Linked DNA regions of Mus musculus: regions 1 and 3 are each linked to region 2. A link is a contact called in public HiCAR-type and promoter capture Hi-C data. All regions are on one chromosome and are shown on one strand. The core of a region is the stretch at or near the end of the contact, and the rest is flanking DNA. Distances in the headings are between cores, read along the strand shown.

Evidence for each region. Promoter capture Hi-C pulls out the DNA fragments that hold promoters and counts their contacts. HiCAR-type assays count read pairs that join an accessible place to other places.
Region 1: a contact with region 2 is called in a HiCAR-type map of astrocytes, with 4 times the contacts expected there. The contact joins the promoter of Dlk2 here to the promoter of Spats1 in region 2. A contact is called at or near these places in 3 of 39 promoter capture datasets (the 3T3-L1 cell line, liver and pre-B cells) and 1 of 115 datasets of contacts at active chromatin or transcription factors (astrocytes).
Region 3: a contact with region 2 is called in a promoter capture Hi-C map of liver, with 2.2 times the contacts expected there. The contact joins the enhancer-like site here to the promoter of Spats1 in region 2. A contact is called at or near these places in 6 of 39 promoter capture datasets (the 3T3-L1 cell line, hippocampal neurons, liver and 2 more).

What each region holds. Positions count from the first base shown.
Region 1 is chr17:46,296,656-46,299,959 of GRCm38.p6, forward strand. It overlaps Dlk2 (delta like non-canonical Notch ligand 2), which reads left to right and starts at 1,273. Exons shown (of 6, transcript NM_001286013.1): 1 at 1,273-1,423; 2 at 1,913-2,043; 3 at 2,293-2,356. The coding sequence starts at 1,968. Gm41588 (a long non-coding RNA gene) reads left to right here and starts at 2,363. Exons shown (of 2, transcript XR_876844.1): 1 at 2,363-2,704; 2 at 2,788-3,304.
Region 2 is chr17:45,473,347-45,477,038 of GRCm38.p6, forward strand. It overlaps Spats1 (spermatogenesis associated, serine-rich 1), which reads right to left and starts at 1,592. Exons shown (of 8, transcript NM_027649.3): 1 at 1,453-1,592. The coding sequence starts at 1,468.
Region 3 is chr17:46,263,628-46,267,085 of GRCm38.p6, forward strand. Tjap1 (tight junction associated protein 1) reads right to left here. Exons shown (of 10, transcript NM_001252474.1): 3 at 1,256-1,351; 4 at 62-183. The coding sequence starts at 160. Among named protein-coding and RNA genes, the nearest start is that of Lrrc73, 11 kb to the left of the region's middle. Within about 2 kb of position 2,069, at least 111 of the 459 cell types and tissues checked have an H3K27ac peak or open chromatin away from gene starts, as enhancers often do. A contact at or near this core is called in liver and stem cell-derived epiblast-like cells, where this site is marked.

The sequences.
Region 1 (3,304 bases), core at 23-2,522, 820 kb after region 2:
CATTTTCTACACGAATTGTTGATGCTCTGGGTTTGCAATTTTTGCTAAAAGAAAACAACAACCCAACTTAGAACAAAAGAAATGAACGCTAGAAGCCCACTCGGTGACTCAAACCCAGAGAGTGCCCCCCCTGGGGGGGGCAAGAGGAAGTCAGCTATTGAGCTGAGATTGGGCGTGGGTGTTGTCAGGTGTAGGCGGTGGGCACTGCCCTGTCCCTCGAGTCTCTGCAGCAAGAAGCCAGTCTGTGCAGTTAAGGAAGTCACCTTCCAACTTAAAGATAGGAAGTTCCATAGGAAGACCTAGAGACTGTGGGCAGCCTTCCCCTCTGCACAGTTACCCAACCAAACACCAAACACCAACAAATACACATATTGGGGTCTTTATCTTCTTTGGGTTTTTTTGACTCATTGGCTCTGAGGGGTAAAGAGACCTACAAGGGCAATTCTCCCCACCCTCTCTCAATACAAAACTCTCATTCCGAGATGTGGAGCTGTGAACGGATGTGGGGATGTTCAGTGGCAGGAACTTGTGGGGCAACACCAATAGGCAGTGTATGATCTAGGCAGGCTACCCAAAGGTGGGCTTGGAAAGGAACGGGCTGTGAAAACTGGGAGCAGATGGGAGGAAAGAACAGCGGGTACGCTGGGATGGTATTTATGTAGATATGGTCCATCCTGAAAGAGGTAGCGAAGAAAGAAAGAAGCCCACAGAGAGCAGGCGCTGACCTACGAAGCCAGTGACGAAGGCTCTGCAAGCCGGGGAGGCGTGGGCTGGTGACAGGAGGAAGGTGGCAGCAAGCATGGCTTCAGTGTGCTCGGGCTAAAACAGGAGAGCCGGGAAAGGCTAATGAAAATCACGATGCGCGGTAGACAGGGGCGTGCAGAGTCGGGCGTGGGTGAGGGGCAGAGTGGGGCGAGCGGTTGAGGTGGGGTGGGCAAGAAAATGGGAAGACAGCAGGGCGCGCACCTTCGGCCCGCGCTTTACGGTGTATGCCCAGTTCAGCTCCTTTGATTTTCTAATTTCGGAGGAAGAAAGCGAAGCAAGGGGGCTGGGGGCCGCGAAGGGAGGGGCGAAGAGCGCTGGGGGGTGCCAGGGCCGAGTGGCAGCGCGAGGTGTGGCCGTGCGCAGCGGGGGTGGGCGCGGGGCGCAGTCGGTGCGGGGCGGGCCGCGGCGGCGGGAGGGGAGAGGCGGGCTCCGCCGGCACACGCCGCCCCTGGCAGGGGGCCGAGCGCGCGCGAGGAGCCGCTGCCGCCGCTCGGGGTCGCCTGCAGCCCCAGATTCCCGAGTGCTCGGCTGGCATGGCAGCTACTTCGGTGCCGAGCCCCGCGGCCAGCTAGGGGCGGCCCCCCTCCCGCCCCCCGGCCCAGTCCGTCGGATCCGGTTTGACTCTGCGCCCCGGGGACGCGTCGCCTCCCAGCCGGAGGTGAGAAGCTAGGAGGACGCGGTCCCTCGGTGGGGACCTCAGGCCGAAGCGAGGCGGAGCGAGCGGGGTTGGGGGGCTGTGAGAGCCAGGCCTAGGTGGGTGGATGTCGGAGGACCCGGGAGGAGATCTCTTGCATCTAGGAACTGGGAGCCGCTCCTCCCCACGCCCCAGCCCCCACGTCCCGTCGCGCTCGCCTTTCCGCGCTTGTCCCCATCTCTATTGACCCCTCCACCTGGATCGCGATCGCAGCTCTGGCTGTTCCCGCGCGGTGGCCACGCTCGCTGCTGCCCATCCTTTGGCCTCTTTCCCGCAGACCTGGCTAGTGGGTTCCTGCCTCCAGTCCCTTCGCCTGCTCAACCCTTTCTCTCGCCCGCCCTTCCACTCCCCACCCGGGGAGTCCCTCTCCTTCTCCTGCTCCTGTCACTTGGAACCAGTATCAGTGCCGCTATCTCCGCGTCAAGCCGCTTCCCAGCCCGTGCCATCCCACAGGTGTCTACACGTCTGGCCGTTCATCCGTCCGTCCCTCCTGAGGCCGGAACTGACCATGCCCAGCGGCTGCCGCTGCCTAAATCTCGTGTGCCTGCTGTGCATCCTGGGGGCAACCAGCCAGCCTGCCAGAGGTGAGCCTGCCCCAGGGATTGGGTCCCGGCTCTCCTCAGCCGTCCTCGCTGGCACGTTGACCTCTGCTGGCTAGAGACGGCACTGCAACCGCTCCGTTCCATAGGGAGAGATCTATAAGTGCTCTCTTTGGAATGGGACGCTCGTCCGTGCCCATGAGTCCATCTGACTACTGAAACCTCTGCCAAGTCCCGCGCCTGGGAAGTCAGACTCGGACCCAGACTCACACCCACTACACCAATCTCTTTCAGCGGATGACTGCAGCTCCCACTGTGACCTGGCCCACGGCTGCTGCGCTCCTGACGGCTCCTGCAGGTACTTAAGCGGCACACGTGCCTCAAATCCTTTCCTCCCCACTTTTTGGTCCTTTACACCGAGAGCATGTCAAAAACCCGCAACAGTATCTAGGCGCTTAAGACCCTATTGTGTGTGTGTGTGTGTGTGTTTGTTTGTTTATACATAACAGGATGACCAGTCCCCTCCCCTCCCCTCCTCTCCTCTCCCCGTATCTCTTTTTGCTTCTTACTTTAAGAGCTTGAATAACCAACTCTTTATTCTCTCAAGGGCTTCTGTCCCTCAAGATGCCATAGAGTCATCTGAAGCTTGAGAGTTTAGGGACTGAGAGCCACAGTAAAGAGGAAACGGAAGAGAAGGGCTGCAGGGGTAGGGTAGCTCCAGGGGGAGGGAGGGCTGTAGGAAGAGGGGGCTGCAGGGGAGGGGGCTACAGGGGGAGGGGGGCTGCAGAGAGAGAATAGCTGCAAGGGGAGAGGGCTCCAGGGAGAGGTGACCCGGGGAAGGGGAGCTGCAGGGGGAGGGGGACTGTAGGGGGAGGGGTCTGCTTCTTGGAGAATTCCATCATTGACTCACCTCGGCAGACTGGGCAAATTCTGGGGCAGAGAAGGGTTTGGACATGAGAAGGGAGCTGGCGAGGGCAGATACTTGGCATGGAGCTGGGGTACTTGAGACTAGACATCCTCAGTGGGCTTATAAAAATTAAGCTGGCCGGGCGGTGGTGGCGCACGCCTTTAATCCCAGCGCTTGGGAGGCAGAGGCAAAGCAATCTCTGAGTTTGAGGCCAGCCTGGTCTACAGAGTGAGAGTTCTAGGATTGCCAAGTCTATACAGAGGAACCTTGCCTCGAAAAACAATACAACAAAAAATCATAGAGCTGGTATGGTGGCCCATACCTGTGATTTTAGCGACTGCGAAGTGATGCTAGAAAGATCAGGATTCCAAGCTAGCCTTGTCTACTTGAGACAAACAG
Region 2 (3,692 bases), core at 342-2,841:
GCAAAGCCCAGACTCTGTGCTTATTAAACAAAGCACGAGGCAGCTCAAACCCCTGGCTCCCTTTACTCGTTTACAATATACTTCCCTGCTGTTAGAAGCTCCAGGCAACCACACAGTCAGATCTCTGCCTTGTCTTGTTGTTGGGACAGGGTCTCACGCAGGCGAGACTGGCCTCAAAGTTGCTGTATACCATGAGAATGACCTTGAACACTGCGATCCTCGTGCCTGCCTGTCCTGCACAAGCACTGCACGTGTGCAAGCGCCAGCTTAGCTCCTCTTTTTGATGGAAGTCTCTGACTGATCAGATCTCAAATGTAGACATGAGCTCATTGTGTGTAGCCCCTAACTATCTGCCTTAGCTTGGATCTGCAATGCTCTCCAAAAACCCATGTTTTAAAGATTTAGCTCCCAGTCTGTCATACTGTTGGGATGATGGGACTGTTTTAAAAGTCAGAGGGCATGGAGGTGGAGAGAGTTAGAACCCTTGATGCTCTTGCAGGGGGGGGCGGGACTTCTATCCCCAGCACCACGTGGTGGTTCACAGCCATCCATAACTCCAGTTCCCGGGTATCCAACGCCCTCTTCTACCTTCTGCAGGCACCAGACGCAAACTCAGTATACATACATACAAACAGGCAGGCAAAACATACATAAATAAAATAAAGACAACTTTAAAAAAATAAGAAGTCTTGGGTCGTTGGGGTGCCTCTGAGTGAAAGAGTGGGACCACAGCCATCCCTTTTACTCGTCATTATTTCTTGACTAAGAGGGAGACGCTTTGATGATTGCCACTATGATATGCCACCAGAGGGCCAAAGCAACAGGACCTTGACCATGAGCCACACCTGGAATGTCGGGGGCCTGTGAAGCAAAAGATGGAGAATTCCGGGCTACTCTGGGCTACATATGAGGTAGCAGTGCTTAGTCTTTAAAAAAAAAAAAAAAAAAAAAACCTATAAAGCTATGAGTCCAATAAACCTTTTCTCTCCATAAGCTTATACACCCATCCAACCTTTTGATTTCCCAGAACTCAATTGTATTTCTTTTCCACCTTAGTCATGCCCAAGTCGCTTTTCTCTGGAACCTTCTGCCGCTCTCTAGTACAGGCCGCTCTTGAGACAGAGGGAAGTTGGCGGACGGGATTGCCATATCCAGTATTCATGGGCTCACCAGTTCACACAGTGAAAAGCAATCGGACCCAAAAGGTGCTTGTTAGAAAGGCTATCATTCAAAACCAACAGACCCCATAAGTCATTGAAATTCAAGAGGCAGCGCAAGGGAAAAACCTAAATCTCACTGGACCTCCTAGCGGTGTTCACGGGTTTGAATGTCCTGCCCACTCCTCCTCCTCCTGACTCAGGGCTCCCGAAAGTACTCGCCCCGCCCCGTCCTTGGGTCTCCTTTCCACCTCTGAGTCCCACCCTACTTCCCTGGGGGAAGCCCTTCATCTACCCTTGGAAGACTCCATGGAGGATGTGGCCCAGATCAACGCACCAACTGGCAGCGGAACTGCCAAATACCAGGATGCAAAGCGAAAGCAAGGGCGTCTACCACCGCCTGCAAGGCTCGGTCCAGGGTTGCCAGGACAACGCGCCACTTCCCGCGAGCTGGCGCGCTACTCTTGACGCACCTATCTTCCTGCACCCGGCGCTCCGGCCTGGGTTGAGGATGGAGGTCTCAGACCTCAGAGCTGCAGAACCTCAGGATTTTGTTTTAGTTTGCGGCTCTTTTCCAACAACTGTCATTGCTACTTCTGTCACCTCGGGTGGCCGTGTGCGGTGCACCCTCTACAGAGCTTGCAGATGTCGGTGTAGAATTGGCATCCTGATTAGACAGGATTCACCCACCACTTACCGCTCCTTTTTCTGGGCCAGGCGCCCTGCTGGATGCTGTCTTGCCTCAGCAGCCAGCTGCGTTTTTCAAAATAGAAAACTGACTTTGAACAAAGGCTCGTTCAAGGTCATCCAGAAAACAGATTCACTCCCAAGTTCCACCCTTACAAAGCTATCTTTCTCTCCATGGTATAGACTGAAATTTATCTTTCTAACCCTTTCCCTAATAAATCTCACATAGAAACGCCCCCCATCCCAAGCTTAGTCTCTAAATTTATATTGAGACCTGGTTTGGGGGCTGGGCAGTGGTGGCACACGCCTTTAATCCCAGCACTTGGGAGGCTGGCTGAGGCAGGCAGATTTCTGAGTTTGAGGCCAGCCTGGTCTACAGAGTGAGTTCCAGGACAGCCAGGGCTACACAGAGAAACCCTGTCTCAAAAAAAAAAAAAAAAACAAAAAAAGAAGGAGGAGGAGGAGGAGGAAAAGAGAGAGAGTAATTAATATAATTATTCATATTTACTTGTGTGCTGTATGCATGTGCGTGCACATGTATCAGGGACTCACTTGCCCATGCATTTGTATATGTCAGGTGTCTTCCTCCGTTGCTCTCTGCCTTACATTTTTGAAATAAGGTTCTTGCTGAACCCGGAGTTCACTGTTACAGCAAGGAGTCCCAGGGAACTACCTATCTCTGTCCCACCAGCTTATAGATGTGCCATATGGCTTTTAGTAGGTCCTGGGGTTTGAACTCAGGTCCTCGGCTTGTGCAGAAAGCACGTTACCCACTGAACCCTCTCCACAGAGTGGTTCTGTTGTTAGTAATTGCATTGATTGCAAAAGAAACAACAGAAGGAGTATAGAAATCTTGAAACTGAGCTAGCCAAATATTGCTTAGACGGAGTAGATCCTCTCCAGGCCACGCCCTAACTGAGGAGTCATCCAATAGGAGACGGCCACTGGGGTTATAAAAAAGAAGCCAGAGCTGGACAGTGGTGGCACACACTTTTAATCCCAGCACTCTGGAGGCAAAGGCAGGTGGGTCTCTGTGAGTTTAAGGCCAGCCTGATCTACAGAGCGAGTTCTAGGACAGCCAGAACTATACACAGAAACTGTCTCAGGAAGAAAGAAAATGAGAAGGTGGTAATGTCAGAATGGCCACTGGTGGGATCAAACAGCTGAATATTGTCAGTTTCACAGGATTAATTTTAATTGTAAAATAGTAGTATTCCTATCAGGGACTGCAACAGGTTAAAGGCACTGACAGATTAGAAGACACCATCTCTCTCTGGGGCAGGAGCAAAGCATTGTTAAAGTGCTGTTAATTGCAGCTGAAGTGCCTTTATATAGTGATAAATCCTGTTGTAAGCATCCCTTTTAATGTGATTTTTTTTCCTTTATAAAAAGCTAAGACATTGGGGCCAGAGTGGCTTGACTTTTATTTTATTGAGTCAGGGTCTCTCTGTGTAGCTGCAGCTAGCCTGGAACTCTCTATGTAGACCACACTGGCCTCAACCTCACAGATTTGCCTGTCCCTGCCTCTGTGTCCTGAGTGCTGAGATTAAGTGGCTTGACTCCCCAGTTGACAGGTGTTACATCTTTCCCAGGCACCCTGAGTGCCCTGATAGGACTGGCATCCAAACAGCCAGGGGACTGCCCTTATGCTGGTGGCAGGCACTGGAACGCTCTGAGGAAGTTACACACCAACCCAACAACCGCAGCTCTCTGGCTCTTGGAGGCGCAACCCCACCTATGACTGCTTCCAGCCGCTTGCATGGCACTCATTGTCTTCAAAAGCTCTAGGGAACTCTAAATGATCTTGCCCCTGATCGGAAGAGGAACACTTTCCTGGCAGCCCAGCAG
Region 3 (3,458 bases), core at 819-3,318, 790 kb after region 2:
CTGACAGACACCTTCAGGGGCCTGCTTCTGCCAGCCAGGGCCAGACCCCAGCCTTGCTGACCTCTTGCTCGAGCCGGGACACGGGAATCTCCAGGCGTAGCTCTCGGTGCTCTGGAGGCGCCTTACGGTAAGGTTTCTTAGCAGGGGCAGCACTGCTCATCCTGGAAGGTATGGGCTCGTCTCCTGCTGAGAGAAGCAGAGACAGGCTCAGAGGTGTAGTCTCGAGCCTTGGAAGGGCCACTGAGATGGCTCGGTGGGTTAGGCACCTCCTGCTCCTGACCACCTTAGGAGCAGATCCTACATTAGGAGACAACTGAACCCCCCCGCCATCCCTTTCTCTACAGTGGCACTATGGCACATGCAACCCGTGCCTACCCACTTCCTCACACAGAAAATAAACTAACGAGAGGCGTTCTAAGGTGTCTCTGGCCTGAACATTCAAAGATGACCAGGGATGTGTACTGACCCCACAGGCAGATAGACCTGAGCTACCGCTGGGTCATTAGAGGGCTGCTCTCTGGTGAGTCAGGCCGGATGGATCAGGGGAGTGCTGGAGATGAGGGCTAGAATCCAATGGAGAACAGACAGGTGAGAAGGGCTCCCAGCTGGGCCCCAGGAGGAGCACACTTGGCTAAGTGGGGTGGAGAGACTCAACAGCAGCCCACACTGTCCCTTGTAGGCAGAGAGCTGCACAGCATCCATCTTGCTCAAGTAGGTGAGGGTATAAGCAGCAGCAGTTCCTAGGCTGCTGTGCAGACTCCATTGGTCCACAAGGGCACTGCCACATTAGGCCGGCAGAGTGGACCTCTGGAAGCTCCAGGACTGGTCTACAGTGCACCTCAGGCCAATCCTACACACTGGAACTCTGCCTCAACAAACAAACAGAGAGACACTGCCAGTGACACACAGTTGCAATCTAAAGCACTGGGAAGGCAGATGCCAGCCTGGGCTACATAGCGAGACTGTCTAAAACAAAAACAGTGCTCAGCACTAGGCAATGTTAAGTTCAGGTTTTCCTTCCATAAATTGTGAACAAATCTTCTAAGTCTGGGGATAGCGACCCAGCCCAGGCTCCTGGATAAGGGTCTCCAAGCTTGAGAGTGCTCTCTGGACACTGCCAACAAAGGCCAAGCCCCTTTGGCCACACCTCCTTTCTGTGCTGGCTCCCACTGGAAGAGAGCACCTATATGGCTGCTCACCTACCAGCCTCCCAGAAGAGAACAAAGTATAGAATGCAGGCCTCATCGGGACATACCGTCTGTTCGCTGGCAGCTCTCTGTTCTGCTCTCCTGGAATCAGCCTTCGGCTCTCCACATCCCACGGCCCCTCTACTTCCTCTAGCCAAGAGCTCCTGAAACCAGAGAAGGGGAGAAAGTGGAAACCCGGTGTCAGCTGCCTGCCTGTCCAGTCTGGGACCTGAAGGCTCCCAGAAAACAGTAAGCAAAGAGACCACAGCACAGTGGGTCTTAGGAGCAAGCGACAGAGGTAGGAAGATCAATAGTCTGAGAGTAGCCTGCTTTATGAAGTGAAATCAACTCAAAAAGGAAACCAGCTAGCATTAACGAGTACCTGGCTTCCCCTAACAACGCCTGCGTGTTTATGTATGTACTTCGTACGCTGCCTCCGCTCAGCACATACCCTGCTCTGGAATAGGCCGGTACTGGTCTGTGTCCCATTCACTCCTAGGCTTCTCAGAGTCTACAGAGAGCTGGGAATCCTGGGGAATGCAGACTACAAATGAGACTACAAAGGGCCTGGCAAAGGAGCAAGATGACGATGGTACGGCAGACCCCCTAGCAATGACTAAATGAGCCCAGAGACCATTTCTGTGTACCACAGTGTACAATAAACTTGCCAATGAGCGAAGGCAGACCCGAGAAACAAAATCCAAACCTCAGCAGTTCAGAGCAGTGATTCTCAACCAGGGTGAGTTTACCCCCTGCTTCTCCCAGGGTTAACAGGCAAATGTCTAGAGACATTTTTAATTTTCACAATCTGCAGATGGGGAGGTACTACCGGTGAGTCAAAGTCAGAATATCGACTAAACCTACCACACACAGGGCAGCCAGCATACCGGAGGTGGCAAGGCAAAGGTCACCAGCCCTGAGGCCGAGAACCGCTAGTCTATAAACCGTAACTGTGGGGGGCTGGCAAGAAGGCTCAGTAGGTAACGATGCTTGCTGCAAAGCCTGATGACCTCCACAAGCACACTGTGCTTAAGTAAGTACCGACACACGCTCAAAAGAGAAAACATTTAACCCCGAGCCCGGGGAGCTGAGGCCCAAGGCTGCTCCAGCATCTCCAAGCGCTTGGATAACGTGCTCCCCACTGCCAAAGCCTGCTCTACACACACCACTGCCAATGGCTGGGCCAAGTGAGCTGCCAAGTCCCCTCAGCTTCCCGGGATTGAGGCGTACCTGTAATAAGCTGGGCTGCCGCATGGGGGCAGCAGCCGCCAGTGATCAGTGCAAACAGTAACCCTAGGTGGCTTTCTGAGCATTTAAAAAAAAAAAATACAAACCTCTTCCTACCCCCATCAACCCAAACAGAGCTACAGAGCTGGGGGCTGAAGGCGGTCTTGCGGGCTAAAGCATGTGTTCCTACTGTTGGGACATGCCCTGGCCATGACTCCTGTCACATTCCAGCAGGCCTGGGGCAGCAGGGTGGGGGCAGAGGAGGGCGGGGAAGCAGGAGTAGGACTCTCCTCTCTAAGGTTCCTGGCCTGGATTTGGGGGAGAGCTTGTAATAGTGAAGCACGAGCCACCAGCCTCCGCCCCGTTGACAGGAGGCAGAACGTGTCCCCACAGGGCACAAGCAGCATGCTGTCAGGCTGACTCCCTGCACAGGAATCTGGGAGGGCCAGAAAGGACACCACATTCCTGGGGTGAGAGAACAAACAACATACAACCACAGGGGCTGTCCTCCAGAGGGCCTCGCCCCAGTAGGTGCTCAACCTGGAGTAGGGATCTAACCACAGAGACTCCTGTGGCCTGAGGGAGGGGACCTAGAAAAGTCCCAGAGCACTGTAGGTTAACCAGGGCCTAACATTTGAAGGTGTGGATGTGTGGGTGTGTATGCCTGGGAAACCAGGTAGGACCAAGGCCGTTGACTAAAGAGGAGCCAGGCAAAGCTTCTAGAAACTGATGGGAGCTTCCAGGAGCTGGCCTTCTCCCCACAGGGCCAGCTCTCGATGGCACTTTTTGTTTGTCTGTTCCAGAAGGCAGAGGAACCCTTCACTTGGCAGGCTCCCTGGTGTGATTTGCCACCTTAGCCTGTTTTACTTACCTACCCAACTCCTGCCAAGGCTCGCATTCTCTTCTAGGGACCAGGGCACTTGTGACAACAGTGGACAGGCAGGGCGGACTGAGACACTTTCAGGGTAATTCTATATGTGGGCAGACATGCCTCACTGAGGTGCCATATCCTATAGCTTGCCCTGCCGTGACGGTAAGTCAGGG